Regions from separate parts of the Gossypium hirsutum genome. Here region 2 is linked to region 1. A link is a contact called in public Hi-C data. All regions are on one chromosome and are shown on one strand. Each heading gives the region's core, a stretch centred on a gene start, on an enhancer-like site or on the middle of the called end of the contact. The rest is flanking DNA. Distances are from core to core; before and after follow the strand shown. Region 1 holds the start of LOC107900639 (CBL-interacting serine/threonine-protein kinase 20). Region 2 holds the start of LOC107962256 (calmodulin-binding receptor kinase CaMRLK).

The links. Hi-C and Micro-C count contacts between places; a contact is called where the count stands out from the background.
Region 2: a contact with region 1 is called in a Hi-C map of hypocotyl, with 2.8 times the contacts expected there. The contact joins the promoter of LOC107962256 here to the promoter of LOC107900639 in region 1. A contact is called at or near these places in 12 of 34 Hi-C or Micro-C datasets (anther, callus, hypocotyl and 2 more).

The regions. Positions count from the first base shown.
Region 1 is chrA06:100,091,833-100,098,973 of Gossypium_hirsutum_v2.1, forward strand. It overlaps LOC107900639 (CBL-interacting serine/threonine-protein kinase 20), which reads right to left and starts at 3,614. Exons shown (of 1, transcript XM_016826307.2): 1 at 2,039-3,614. The coding sequence starts at 3,448. The coding sequence ends at 2,126.
Region 2 is chrA06:100,303,483-100,310,623 of Gossypium_hirsutum_v2.1, forward strand. LOC107962256 (calmodulin-binding receptor kinase CaMRLK) reads left to right here and starts at 4,381. Exons shown (of 2, transcript XM_016898572.2): 1 at 4,381-6,107; 2 at 6,374-7,138. The coding sequence starts at 4,721. The coding sequence ends at 7,029.

The DNA.
Region 1 (7,141 bases), core at 2,364-4,863:
GCAGTATGTTTCTGATGATCTAAGCCTCCAATAGGATCGGTGACTTTAATTTCAACCAATTCTGGCACCATTAAATTAGCTTTGTTCTGTATGCCTAAAGCATCACCATCATTATCCTCTTGTGCAACAAAAACAGGGTTAAGACAAGAATTATTCATATTCAAATAATTAGCAAAATTTGGAGATGAATTAAAACTTAGAGCATCGGTCGACGTGCTAATAGCATGAGCACTTAAAGACATAGAAAATCCCCCTGTAGTGTCAACTTGAAACCCAAATTTAGTGCTTGGTCTGTCCAGCACATTAATTCGACTTGACCCATTACAGGTAGTGGCCTTATCCAATGTGGCAGCATCCAGGCCTCTTGCACCATTAGCCTCATCATTAGCAGCAATGAAAGGGACTATTGGGCCTTCCATAGTAGGCCTGCTCACTTTATAAATCTCAGGCCCGACACTCTTTTTAACTCCCCATATCCGCTCCTTTCCCTTATTATTTTCCCTTATCTGCTCTGTAACTTTTCCAACATCTACCGCTTGACCTTCTGTTCCCTTATTTGTTCCAACATTCAAATTCAGATTTTCCATATTTGTCAAGGCATCAAAACGGGAGCCTGATTTTCCTTGATCCTGAAGATTCTCTTTACTGGAATTAATGTTCCTAGATTTGCGCCTATTTTTATTCTTGAAAACCATCCATGGCCAGTACGCTGCTCTGTCTTCTTCGGTTGCCCTCTTCGCCAGAATATCACTGATTTGCTCCTTTCCGGATGACGATCCCAATTGCTCTACGACACAGAGCTCTTTTGTATGGCCATATTTTCCACAAGTAAAACAAATCATGGTTAGAACTTCATATTCAACCTTTTGATGTAACCCTTTTACAAGGACTTGAGCAGTCAAGGGTTTATTGAGATTAATATAAACAGCCATTCGGACAAACCTTCCCCTAGTTCTGCTGTCTATATTGAAGTCCAAACGGACAATTTTGCCGATCATACCCCCTATTTCTTCGAGTATTCTCATTTTATACAAGAACCCTGGAAGACCTAGTAGTCTTATCCAAGCTAACACCATGCTTGGATATGCTTGAAATGGAGTGAAATCCTTTGTCCAAGGTTGGATAGTCAGGTATTGTCCATAAATCATCCAAGGTCCCTGCGACAAAACCTTAGCATAGTCATCTGGAGATTGAAACTTAGCGAGAAAATATCCATTCTCAATGTCCATGAGATGGAAAAGCATGGAAGAGGTCCATAAACTGCTTATGCGGTTGTTTAAAGCTCCATAACCAATATTCCTTCCAAGCAGTTTTATGACAACTGTTTGCTCCATTTCTTTTTATAATATTTGTTGAATCCTCTCAGAAAAATCAATGGTAGGGATTCCATTGACCATAGATCTATGTATGTCTCCCTCCAGAATTTCTAAGTCAACATCGGCACTGAAACCAGAAGAGACCACTCCAACCTTATTCAGATCTCCAGGATTAGTCCCCAACAATTTGTCCTTCCAGGAGATTGAAGAACTAGCTCTCGTTTCCACCAACATATCAGTGATTTCCCATTATTATCTTCTTTGAATCTAACTTTCTTTGTGTTAGGATCATCATCCACCCGCACTCCGCCACCATATTCAATCACCAGCAGAAAACAGATACCATCAACATCCAGAGCGTTTTCCATTCTAAAATATACAAATTTTTAGTAAATGAATATGAAACTATTTTATATCTAACTAAACTTTTTTTCTCATGTTATGTGTTATTATAGTGTTTAACCACAATCCATCTCTCACATACATATTCGAAAAGAAATATCTCTCTCACATAATTCTAATATTAATTCCTGCCCTAAATTTATACAACTTAATACTAATATTTATTTATTAACTAAATTTAACTACCAGTAATTTTTAACTAATAAAAGGAAAATTACAAAATTTGAGAGAATTTTAGTAGAAAGGTTAATTTGTTAATTATTTACACATCTTCTTACATTCATAAACTAAAATTTGGAGCTTAATTACAAAAGGCGAGAAAAGAAAAGAAATTGAAATTCGAAGAGGGTAAGAAGCTCCCTAATTAGCTGCTACCACAGTATAGTTGTTGGTTGGAATACGAAAACTCAAACCAGGTTCTGGGTATAATTGTTGCTGCCTTGCCAAGCCCACACTATATCCTTGAGCGACGGCTTCAATTCTTTGTTACAGAAATTCTTGTATTCCAAAGTATCCCCAGCAGTTTTCTTCAACTCCACCACATAAAACGAAGCGGTAACTTCAAAGATCTCAGCATCTATACCAAGCTGTCCCTTTCTCCCTTCCTTACTGCCTTGCAATTTCACCTTCCCATCCTTGTTCTTGATGCTAAAACTCTCGGTCTGGGCTATTTGTTGAAATTTTGAAACGATATCGCTGGCTGGTTTTCTAGTGGTGAACCGTGAGCAATCCCTTTGGTTCAAATCTTTCTCAAACAAACCTGATAAGTTTAAACCTTGTGAAAGAGATATAATGTCGAAAGCATTGAAATAACTCGGCCTAACCGGGCTTCTCGGCTCCCAAGAACCAGAACTATCGTCGGTAATTAACGAGTCTAAGGTACAGGGTTGAGGGGATGGTGGTAGGATATCAATATGTTTATACCCTTTCCTAAACCAACAATTTTCCATTAGCTTAGCCACAGTGATTCTTTGGATTGGATTGGGTTCAAGAATCCTAGAAAGAAGCTTCCGAACTTGGGGAGAGAACCACTGTGGGCACTTGAATTCTCCTCTACTTATCTTTCTATACAGTTCCATGAGATTGGAGTGTTGAAAAGGGAGAAAACCAGCCAACAGAGCGTAAAGAATGACTCCACAAGACCAAATATCAGCCTTGGCTCCGTCGTAGCCTTTGTGGTGAATGACTTCGGGTGCAACATAAGCTGGAGTTCCGCAAGTGGTGTGAAGAAGCCCATCTTGTCTGCTTGATTCTATAAACGCACTCAGCCCAAAATCCGAAACCTTGAGATTCCCATTTTCATCGAGGAGGAGATTCTCGGGCTTCAAATCCCGGTGATAAACACCTCTGCTATGGCAGTAATCAACGGCAGCTATCAATTGCTGGAAATAGCGTCGGGCGTCATCTTCCTTGAGCTTCCCTTTAGCGATCTTGTTGAAAAGCTCACCGCCTTTAACATATTCCATCACGAAATATATCTTTGATTTGCTAGCCATTACCTCATAGAGTCGAACAACATTGGGATGTTTAACGAGGCGCATAACTGAGATTTCACGCTTGATTTGATCTATCAAACCTCCTTTCATTATCTTCTCTTTATCGATGGTTTTAATGGCGCAGCTTTCGCCGGTTCTTAGATTCCTGGCTTGGTAAACCTTGGCGAATGTCCCTTGACCCAGTAATCGTCCCACCTCAAACCTTTGCATCAATACTGTCCCTTTCTTCTCCATTTTGTGATGATCTCCCCACTGCTACCAAAATTTTAGGCTGAGGATCCTACAACCAACACACTCTTTTTGTTGTTTTTCCTGAGTTTCCACAAATCAGTCAAACTAGAAGAAAGGAGGAGAGAACAAAATCTTAGTCTGTTCAACATCTATTCTATGCCGTAGGGATGGACACAATTTCTCCTATATATAGTAAAATATTTACAGTGCTGATAAATTATTTTAGTAAAAAAATTATATGAAATCGTGATTATACATCATTTTATCTCTTTTTAAAAAGAGAATAATAAATCAAATTTTTATTTTTAATTTTTAACTTTTTCTCATGAAAAAATTTAAATTTAATTAAAAATACTAAAAATCAAGAGAAAAATTTTGATTTATTATTTTTCTATTAAAAAAAATAAGAATATCGTAAAATTATACTTTCATACCATTTTTTTTCTTAATCAGTTTTACGATGTGGATAATTTTCACCGTCATCTATGACCTACAACTATTATATAAAAGTTAAGAACCAGAGTTTTTAACTGTGAACAAGTGGAGTCGTGGCCTTCCCCTTTTATAGGCCATGGTTTTTGTTTTTTTTATATTATTTTATTATGATACCTCTACTTTTAGATTATATAAATATTTAGATTTTAATTTTGATTTTTATAATACATTTAAATAGGAGATTTCATATTTATATTTTAATTTTTTACATAATTTCTTAAATTAATATTTATAATACCATTAGTTAGTTTAAATAATTTATTCTAGTTAAGATATAGACACGAATTTTAGGAATTATTCATGCCATTAATATTTTCTTTTGTTAGATTCAAGCTCACTACAATGCTTTTTTTTCACATGACTACTAAATGAACATATATATATTTTTAATTTTATAGTGTCAAATCAACAATTTTAATAGAGAAATTTTAACGATGCTAATAGTCATATTTTTAAATTAAAAAGTAAAAAAACTAAATTCTTTAAAATTAAAATATGGAGACTAAGTTCTAAATATAAAGAGAGTACAAAATTTAAAAAATTTTATAATATTTAAATTTCAACTTTATACATTACAATTAAAAATAATTTAACCCAATGTGAAGCATGAGTTGAAAACCATAATTATTTAACATTTGGTTTTTAGTATAGATTAGGTTAAACTATGTCTTTATGTCATTAGTCCTTGTATTTATATAAAATTTTAAATTTAGTACATGTATTTTAAAAGTTAAAGATTTAATCGCCTTACTTTTTCAATTTAAAAATCTTAATATAATCATTATTGTTGTTGATAATTTTGTTAAAATTTGTGAATTTATCATATATATTTTTTATCAATCATATGTCATGCAATATGAGAATAACCTAATCAAAATTTCAATTTAACAATTTTTTATAGAAAATACTTACGATTTTAATAACTCAATTTTAACTTTTTTTAAATACCAAAATTAAACTTCAATTTTCTTTTTAAAATGAGGGGTAGTAAAATAATTTAACCAACAGGTTATTATTTGTATACGATTCTCTAGGTACACAGCTGTTTATTCGATTAAAAGCCCAACGATTAGAAATAAGTCGATTAGTAAAAACAAAATTCGAATGTTCATTTCTACGAACATAAATTTCATAGAAGCATGTAAGGTTCACATGAAAATTATTTAATACATCATACTCCGATAACTTAAGGCTGAAAGGGTGATATATGTTTCCTAAAAGGCTGAAAGAGTGGTTTATATTTCATTTACGATGTAATAAAAAGAGATAAGTAGTAACATGTAACATGTGTAGGTATTTGACTTCTTTAAAAAAATGTCGAACCTTGCTTCAAAAGTTAAAATATTTCAAAAGCTAGAAATACATTTTAAATTTATTATTATTTTTTTAACAATCTCTTTATAAATTCTAATTATATTTGCTCTTTCTAATATAATATCTAAAACTACCTATAACCTATCTTTAATCCATAAAGAGGATAATAATGCATTTCAAAGTACTTGAACCAACGTTCTCTTATATTGACAATAATGCCTATACCAATCAAACTAATACTCAATCGATAAATTTATTAATTTTAACTCAAGTGAATATATGCATTTAATTATTTTTATTTTATTTTTAATATAAAATTTTAAAAATGGTTTCAACAAGATTTAAACAATTTTTATTTTATGTTTATAAATAATATATTATTTATTCATAATAAAATATTCAAATATAAACAATATGAAATATTGCTGCTCTAATCTATCGAAAGTAGTCACAATATTATTAGATATTTTAAAATCATAAAAAAGTAATATGAAATAAAAAATCAATCGGCTGAAAGCAATCCCCACGATAAATTTGATGTATATGTCGTTTTTAGAAAATAATTAAGCTTTCAGGTTAATATTTTTAATATTTAGGGAAATAAGTTAATTTTGAGAAAAGGAAAAGAAAATGCAATGTGTATTTTGTTTCTCTCTTTTAATTTTTTTTTTGTGTTGGGTGTTTGAAATTTGGGAAGAAAGATTTATTTGTGTTTGTGTTTGATATAGACATTGTGATAGTTTTAAGATATATTTGAGTTTCCGATGATGCGATAGCGCTTAGAGACGCACACATTTCATCTGTTGTGTCGAGATGAAACCATCACTTTAGAAGCTCATCACATTGCAACTCAGGCTCTGAGTTTATAATGCTTATACGGTCACCAGTTGAATTATAACTAGGGCTCTTAGTTGGTAGTAGTTATGCAGTCATGGGTTCAAGTTTCATGATATCAGAAGATGATGCTTTATAAATCTCATACATAAGTTTGAGACTATAATCATAGAGAAAAACAAAAGGGCTTTCCAGTGTAATCAACTTATTCTTTTTCTCCATCTCCACTAAAAGTAATATCCTTAACCTAATTGTTTGAAACTTGTGACAGAGTTGGGGGCAAAAGGACTTTTAGGAGACGAGTGATTGTGATGGTGGAAAGAAAGCTAAAACTCGAAAACTCGAGTCAGAACAACAACGATTATAGTTATTAATGGGTTCTTTAATCACAACAACCGCTATCGGCCAGAAAAGACTTTTAGATCTTCTCCACTGTAACAATCACTTGTCCCCTTGATAGTCCTCTTTCCCCCAATTCCGTCACAGGTTTCGAATAGCGAGGTTAAGGATACTGCTTTGGTGGACATGGAAAGAAAGAATAAGCTGATTATACCGGAAAGTCTCATAGTTTTTCCCTATAATTATGATTTCAAACTTATGTATAGGTTTACAAAGCATCCTTTTGTGATGGCATGAAACTTAAACATGTGACTGTATAACCACCGCCAACTGGGCTTTCGAGTTATACTCCAACCCATGACTATATAACCATCGCCAATCGAGAGCCGTAGTTATACTTCAACCCGTAATCGTATAACCACTGTGATCTGGAGCCCTATTTGCAATGCAATGGGCTTATAAAATGATGGTTCCATCCTGACATGACAGATGAAATGTGAGGGTCTTCGAGTGCCACCACATCACCGTGAACTCAAACACACTTTAAAACTATCACACTGTCTCCCTTAAATACAAACACAAATAAATCTTTCTATTCAAGAATTTCAACACTAAAAAAAAAAAAGAACAATTTAGGAGAGGACCTTTTTATTTTTTTAAAAGACATAGGCCAAGAGAGTTGATGGAGTAGGGAGAGCAAAATCTCCCTTTATA
Region 2 (7,141 bases), core at 3,131-5,630, 210 kb after region 1:
CAGAGATGCAAAGTCAATAAAATCATTTTATTCAAAATTCGACATTTGGTTTTATTAGTTTAAGATGCAAATCATGATTTTAAATGGTAAAAACTTGAAACCTTTTACCTCTTTAGCATTACATTTGACTTTTAACCTCAATTAGTGTACTCAAGCCGCTTATTTTTACTAATGATATGATCTGCTCATGAAAAGTTGAACTTCTGTTAAGTGTTTCTGTACATGGTACAAATAGGAAAAGGGATAGCAGCAAATAAGGCTTAGATTGGATAGGGTGTGATTAGTTTCGATAAAATTAAAAATAGTGGTAATAGTGAAATTAGTTATTATAATAAGATAAAAAATATATTTGTATTCAATCATAACGTGATTACTTGAATGATAATAGAAATATAAAACAACCATTAAAGACATTAAATTAAACATTTTATATAATTGAACAAGTTACTTATTTAAATTTTCAATAAATTATTAAATGTTATTAAAAGACTGACACTTATTCAATATATTGATTAAAACATTTTATTTAATTACTATATAATTTGCTGATACATGATACAATAAGGGAAGAAGACGATGAGGAGATTACGGTAGTGCAAAGGAGGCATGTTCACCTAAAGAGATCGAGAGCCAAAGCAAGGACAAGAGAACAGACTGATTAAGAAGACACTTGCACAAAGTAACTTTAGGGTGCTAGAAGATCGATCCCTTCTTCATCGTTTGTCAAAGGCATTGTTGCCAATACAAGAGAACGTGAGTTCGAGTGTGCTGAAGTGCATTATCCTCCTATTTATGAGATTGTTCAAAATAAAAGTATAAAAGAAAATAAAAGGGAAAATAACAATAAGCAAGAAGGATTGATGGTAATAAGTAAAAGAATAAGGGTATAAGTGTAAAAAAACCCATCGTAGAGATGTAGAATTTTCATTGGAGAACTCTAGTAACCATCCGTGCGTTGGTAAAAGATTTCACTTCACTAGACCTAGCAATTTAAAAGAATTGCAGCAATGCAACTGAGCAAAAAAAAAAAAGAAAAGAAAATGACTCTAAACCTGTCGCACTGGAGGTAAAAGTGCATCTCAAAACAGCCTAAATTCGAACTCTAATTTTCTCAGCGCCAACAAAAAATTATCGACTTATGTTTTTTGACAAAGTTGTGTTAAATTAAGCCATAAGGATCGACTAATATAATGCGGTAATCATAAGAGCTCTCCAATTTGAAGCATAAAATTAACTTTTTTCTTTAATAACTTTTTCACTCAGTGTTTTATATTAATCATACAAATGGAATTATCCAGAAGTAAGGATTTATTAAAAATAGTAGTTGAAATGTGAAGAAGCATAAGCTGAATTTGTGCAAAAGTTGAACAAAAATTAAGGTGGATGATGTGGTTAATTAGAGAGAATGGTTGGAATACATGAAGTGTGATTGTTTTGAAAGTTTGAGTCAAGGTGTTTGAATGAATCATCTCTCTCATTTAATTGATAAAAGTTTATTGGCTTTTGTTTGTCAAAAAGTTACAGAATAATGGTAGTGGAGCCGCTCCCATCACTAACATACAATAATTCCTTAATTATTTATTTGTCCATTGCTTCAGGATGGCGATGTGGTTGGGGTTCGTTAAGGATTTTTTAAATTTCCTCAAACAACAAATATTCTTCATCATTAGTTTTCACACACATTCTTTGGGACTCTTAACATTAGTTTTTTTAACTGGATGTTAAAGGTTGTAATTCCAATAGGCACGTAGCACGATAGCTGAAACCAGTCATTAACAAATATATTCCACTGTACCGTGCGCAGTCGATAAATTCATGTTAAAAATATCTGATAATAAACATATTGGATTGGCAACGAAATCTCGAAATTTATAATTGAAATAATTGGGTTTTGCTCATTCTTGTCGGCTCATCCCTTGAAGGTTTTCTAAAGTGAGAAAACAAGCATGAATCTTGTGCACAAAATGAGGCCATAAGAGACGGAAGAGGTAAATACAGACTTACTTCAATGCATTGCAAGTTAGAAGCAAAATTTATGAATTGAGGGTCAAAGACCCTTTATTGGTAGCAAAATAGAACAACGGATGCTTTAAGACCATATACTTATATATATGTCCAAAATGGAACACTGAAATAGAATAATGACCCAAATATGGATCCTACGCGTGAGGGTTTCATCTAAAGGGCACCATTGTTTGCCCGTATTGACGAGGAATTGAACTCTTCTTATTTTTTATTTTAATTTCTCAGACAGCTAGACCCTCATACATTTGAACAGTCAAACACCCAGCATTTGTATTGATCCGTTTATCACATATATCAAACAAAATAGCAACCATGAAGTGTAGTGTAATGATTGGGAGTTTGATTTCCACTCATAAAAATTGTGACCAATCATTTAACTCTTTGAAAAGCATCTAAAAGAATTAATCACACTATCAACAAAGGATAATCTAATTACTAAAAAAAAAAAAATACACCTCCCCTCATAAAGAAAGTAGTATTGCAAATGCTGAAGCATGCTTCCCCACCCATACCTTCTGTCTTTTATCACATCTTCGTACTCATCTACTGCTTCTTGATCAGTTCAATCATCCAAAAAGGGGAATCCACTCATATTTTTCATATATAGAGAGAGAGTTTATTTTCTAGTGTCTTTTGATCAAGTATATAGCATATATCACATATACATGTAAATATATGTACCAAGAACATATTTATATTGATATGAGAATAAAAAATTTAGTATTAATTAATTTATACAAATTAATTATCTTATTTTATTTTTAAATATATTTATGAAGAAAAAATATTAATATAAAAAAGTAAATGAAATTTAAATAATCAATACTGATACTAATAGTTACAAACTAATGTAAATCAATAATGATATTGAGCTAACTGAAGTAAATTAGAAGATGAAGAGAATAGTGGTTCACACAATAAAGAGGCGAGTTACTGGTGGAAGTTTGGGTAAAGTGTTGGCTTTTTTTTTTTTTTTTGAAGATCTTCTCATTAAGCTGATAATGTCTCCTCATTATGTCGTTAAGGTGACTTGGTGTGATGTAAGTATAAAATGTATTAGTGATGGATGATATTTATCTCCTCAGACAAAATTTATCCAATGAAGTGACTTGGTCTGGCGTAGTCATGCTTAGAAACGAGACATTGGTCTGAACAAAGCAGTCTCTGAATAATGTATGCACAATAAAAATTAATTTATACAATTATTTTTTCTCTTAAAATTTCAACATATTAATTCTTTTTCCTTGATGTAAAGTTCTAAATGCATATTTTGTTTTGGTTGGAACTAAAGTATATACTAAGTCCATTTTACTTTTATGGTTAATAAAGAAAATTTATGAGAGAATTCTAATTATCCGTCCGAGTTGAAGCATGAAGTTTTTTTAGGATCAAAACTTAATTATATATTTTTATTAGAATTGAAATGTAATTTTATTACTATACTCATATATTTATAATTTTTAAAATGATTAAATCAATATTTTATTTTATTTTTTAGTAGTAAATTATATTTTATCCTTTTATAAAATTTTCAAGGTTGAAATGTATAATTTTTCATTTTAAAGGATCAAATCGTTGAGGTAAAAGTACTATTAAACCTCATTGTCATATCTTAGGTTACATTTTAACTTCTTTACTAAAAAATAGATAAATTAGTCATTGTACACTAAATAAATGAGCAAAAAGATCCTTCTATTAAAATTTGGTGTTTATATCTAAGGTATAATAAAAATTTTAACCCTTAATCTTTACAATTTATTCAATTTGACCCCTACTCTTTTATTGGAAGTAAATTATAAATTGTTGAAACTAATAAGGCTAAAGGGTAAAAAAGGTATTAGCAATATTTTTAAAAAAAATCAATTAAACTCTTTTAAAAATTTTAAAAAATCATTAAAATTTACAAGCAAAATTTATATAAAAATGTTATAAAAATTTTAAAATTTTATTAAAAAACAATGCCAACATATTAAAAAATATATTATAACCATTAGATTTTAATGCATTGGTATTGTTATTTTTTAATTAAAATATATATAATTTTTTAATAATTTTATGATTTTTTAATAATTTTTAAATTTTTAAAGGGATTAATTGATTTTTTTCAATTTTGTTATTAAAGCCTTTTTGACCATTTAATCTTATTAGTTTCAATTTTTTCTAATTTACTTATGATAAAAGAGAAAAGGTCAAATTGAATAAATGTATAAAAATTAATGACTAAGTTTATTATTATACCTTATATATAAATATCAAATTTTAAAAAAAGAGTAGTATTTTTCACTCATTTAACATGCACAAGACTAATTTATTCAATAAAAGAACTAAAATGTAATCTAGAGAGGATTTTGTGGTACTTCCCGTAAAATCGTATAATCAGAGGAATGGGCGCATCAGCGACTGGTGATATTTGTGACAGTATGAGTGAGGCGTGAGTATAAGATACAGTCAACCCCATCAACAGTCTAACACATTACACACCGTTAACTGTTCCCTCCTCTCTTTATAGTACACCCACTGCCGTTAACTTTTGCATCTCCTCCTACTTCACTAACTTTATTTTGCCTCCCTCTAACCCATCAAGTAGTATAAGACAATCTATTCCATATAATTATTCACTTCCTCTTCTTCTACCTTTGTGTAAGCGTGGACATGCGAAAAACTGCAGCCAAAGGTCGAAGCTTGAAGTGAAGAAATGGAAGTTGTGGCCAGATTTATACTTGTCCTTTCCCTGGTGGTAGCGGCCCAATCTACATGCAACAGTACAGACTACGCACTGGTTTCTAAAGCTTTTAGATCAGTCTCTGGGTTCAACATCTCTTGGTTGAAATCCCACGACCCCAACTGCTCTTATCCTCCAATAAAGGTACTCGACTTTTCTTCAAAGAATTTAACTGGTACCATTTCATGGAAATTTCTCCGCAAGGTTTCACAGTTGCGCACCATTGATCTCTCCAACAATTCTCTTCAAGGTTCTGTTCCAGATTGGTTTTGGTCTATGCCCACACTCGTTGAGGCTAGTCTGGCGAGAAATAAGTTTGGAGGGAGTATTGGGTTCGAACCCACCTCGGGAAATGGTTCGTCTTCATCGATGCAGGTGTTGAACCTTTCGGATAACAGGTTCACCAACTTGGTTAAACTCTCTGGCTTTCCCAACCTTCAATTTCTTGACCTTTCCCACAATCATCTTGGTGTTCTTCCTTCTGGGTTCACCAAACTTATCAAGCTCCAGCACATGGATATTTCTAGTTGCAAGATTTCGGGCAGTGTAAAGCCCATTTCAGCTCTTCGTTCCTTGAATTACTTGGATGTATCAAACAACTCCCTGAATGGTACTTTCCCTTCTGATTTCCCTTTAGTCAATAGCCTAAAGTTCCTAAACATTTCGCTCAACCACTTCATCGGTTCAGTTGGGTTTGACAAGTTCCAAAGATTTGGCAAATCTGCTTTTATTCGTGGTGGGGATTTCGTTTTCAATACTTCAAAAAGAGCACCAAACCATCGCATTAAAACCCATTCCTTGACCCCAGCTCACAAAGTCTTTCAAAAACATGTACCCCTCAAAAGACATAAACCCAAATCAAAGACCAAAGCTTTGGTCATTGGTTTGTCATCTTCATCAGGGTTTCTACTGGCTTCCCTCGTGTTTTGCTTCTTCTTCACATATAGAAGAAAGAAACTTGCGAAGAGAAACAAATGGGCAATCTCCAACCCTGTCCAACCAAATTTCAAGATCGAAAAATCAGGACCCTTCTCTTTCGAGACTGAATCGGGCTCATCCTGGGTAGCAGACATCAAAGAACCGACATCAGCACCAGTAATCATGTCCGCTAAGCCATTGATGAACTTCACCTTCAAGGACCTGATTGCCGCCACGTCACATTTTGGCAAGGAATCTTTACTTGCAGAAGGCCGATGTGGGCCCCTTTACAGAGCCGTCCTTCCAGGGGACCTCCACGTGGCGATCAAAGTCTTAGAACACGCCAGAGACATTGATCATGATGAAGCCGTGGCCATGTTTGAACATCTTTCTAGGCTTAAACACCCTAACTTGCTACCTCTCTCCGGTTACTGCATTGCAGGTAACTTGTACCCAAACTGTTATTATTATATCTCTAATCTCTGGTTTTTTTAACTAAACGAAATGTTATCGTATTAAATTGTCTCACGGGTTTGTTTGAAAATATGGAAACTTCAATCGGGATGTCGTGATTTTGTCCTGTCGAAAAACATGCATCATTACACACTTTGACATTCGTGAACTTTGGCGCTTCTTTTCAATTCTATCCATGCATTACATTTTCTTCAGCTTCCTCGTTAGTTATTTAAATATTTATAATGTTTTTAGGTAAGGAGAAGCTGGTGTTGTATGAATTTCTGGCAAACGGGGATTTACACCGTTGGTTACATGAGCTCCCAACGGGGGCGCCCAACGTGGAGGATTGGAGCACCGACACTTGGGATATGCACAACGGAATCGGGTCCCATACATCTTCGCCGGATAAAACGAATTGGCTGACCCGCCACCGCATCGCGGTTGGAGTTGCTCGTGGGGTGGCATACCTGCATCACGTAGGTTCGAGGCATGGCCACCTGGTGGCTTCCAATATTCTTCTCTCTGACAACCTGGAACCTCGGATATCCGATTTCGGGATAAGAAACATTGGGTGTAGAAAAGAAAAGGATAAGAAGGATGAAAGCGACGCTGAAATTGATGTTTATTGTTTCGGTGTTGTTTTGTTGGAGCTTTTAACGGGGAAGCAAGGGACGGAGGAGAATGTGAGGCGGGTGAGGAGGTTAGTGAAGGAAAGGAAAGGAGTTGAGGCGCTTGACTCCAGGTTGAGATTCGCCGGTGAATCGGAGGCTGAAATGGTGGAGAGCCTCCGAGTTGGATACTTGTGTACGGCGGAGTCAGCTGAGAAAAGGCCCACGATGCAGCAAGTTCTGGGATTACTCAAAGACATACATCCGACAGTAGACGATTTCAACCGATTTCATTGGTAAAACTATAAAGTAAAACGCACGCTCATACAGTTTCGGCGGTGTTATTCACGCGCTGTAAAAATATTTGATAATGAAATCGGGACATTGCTTTGTTGTCTCTCAAATTTTAGAT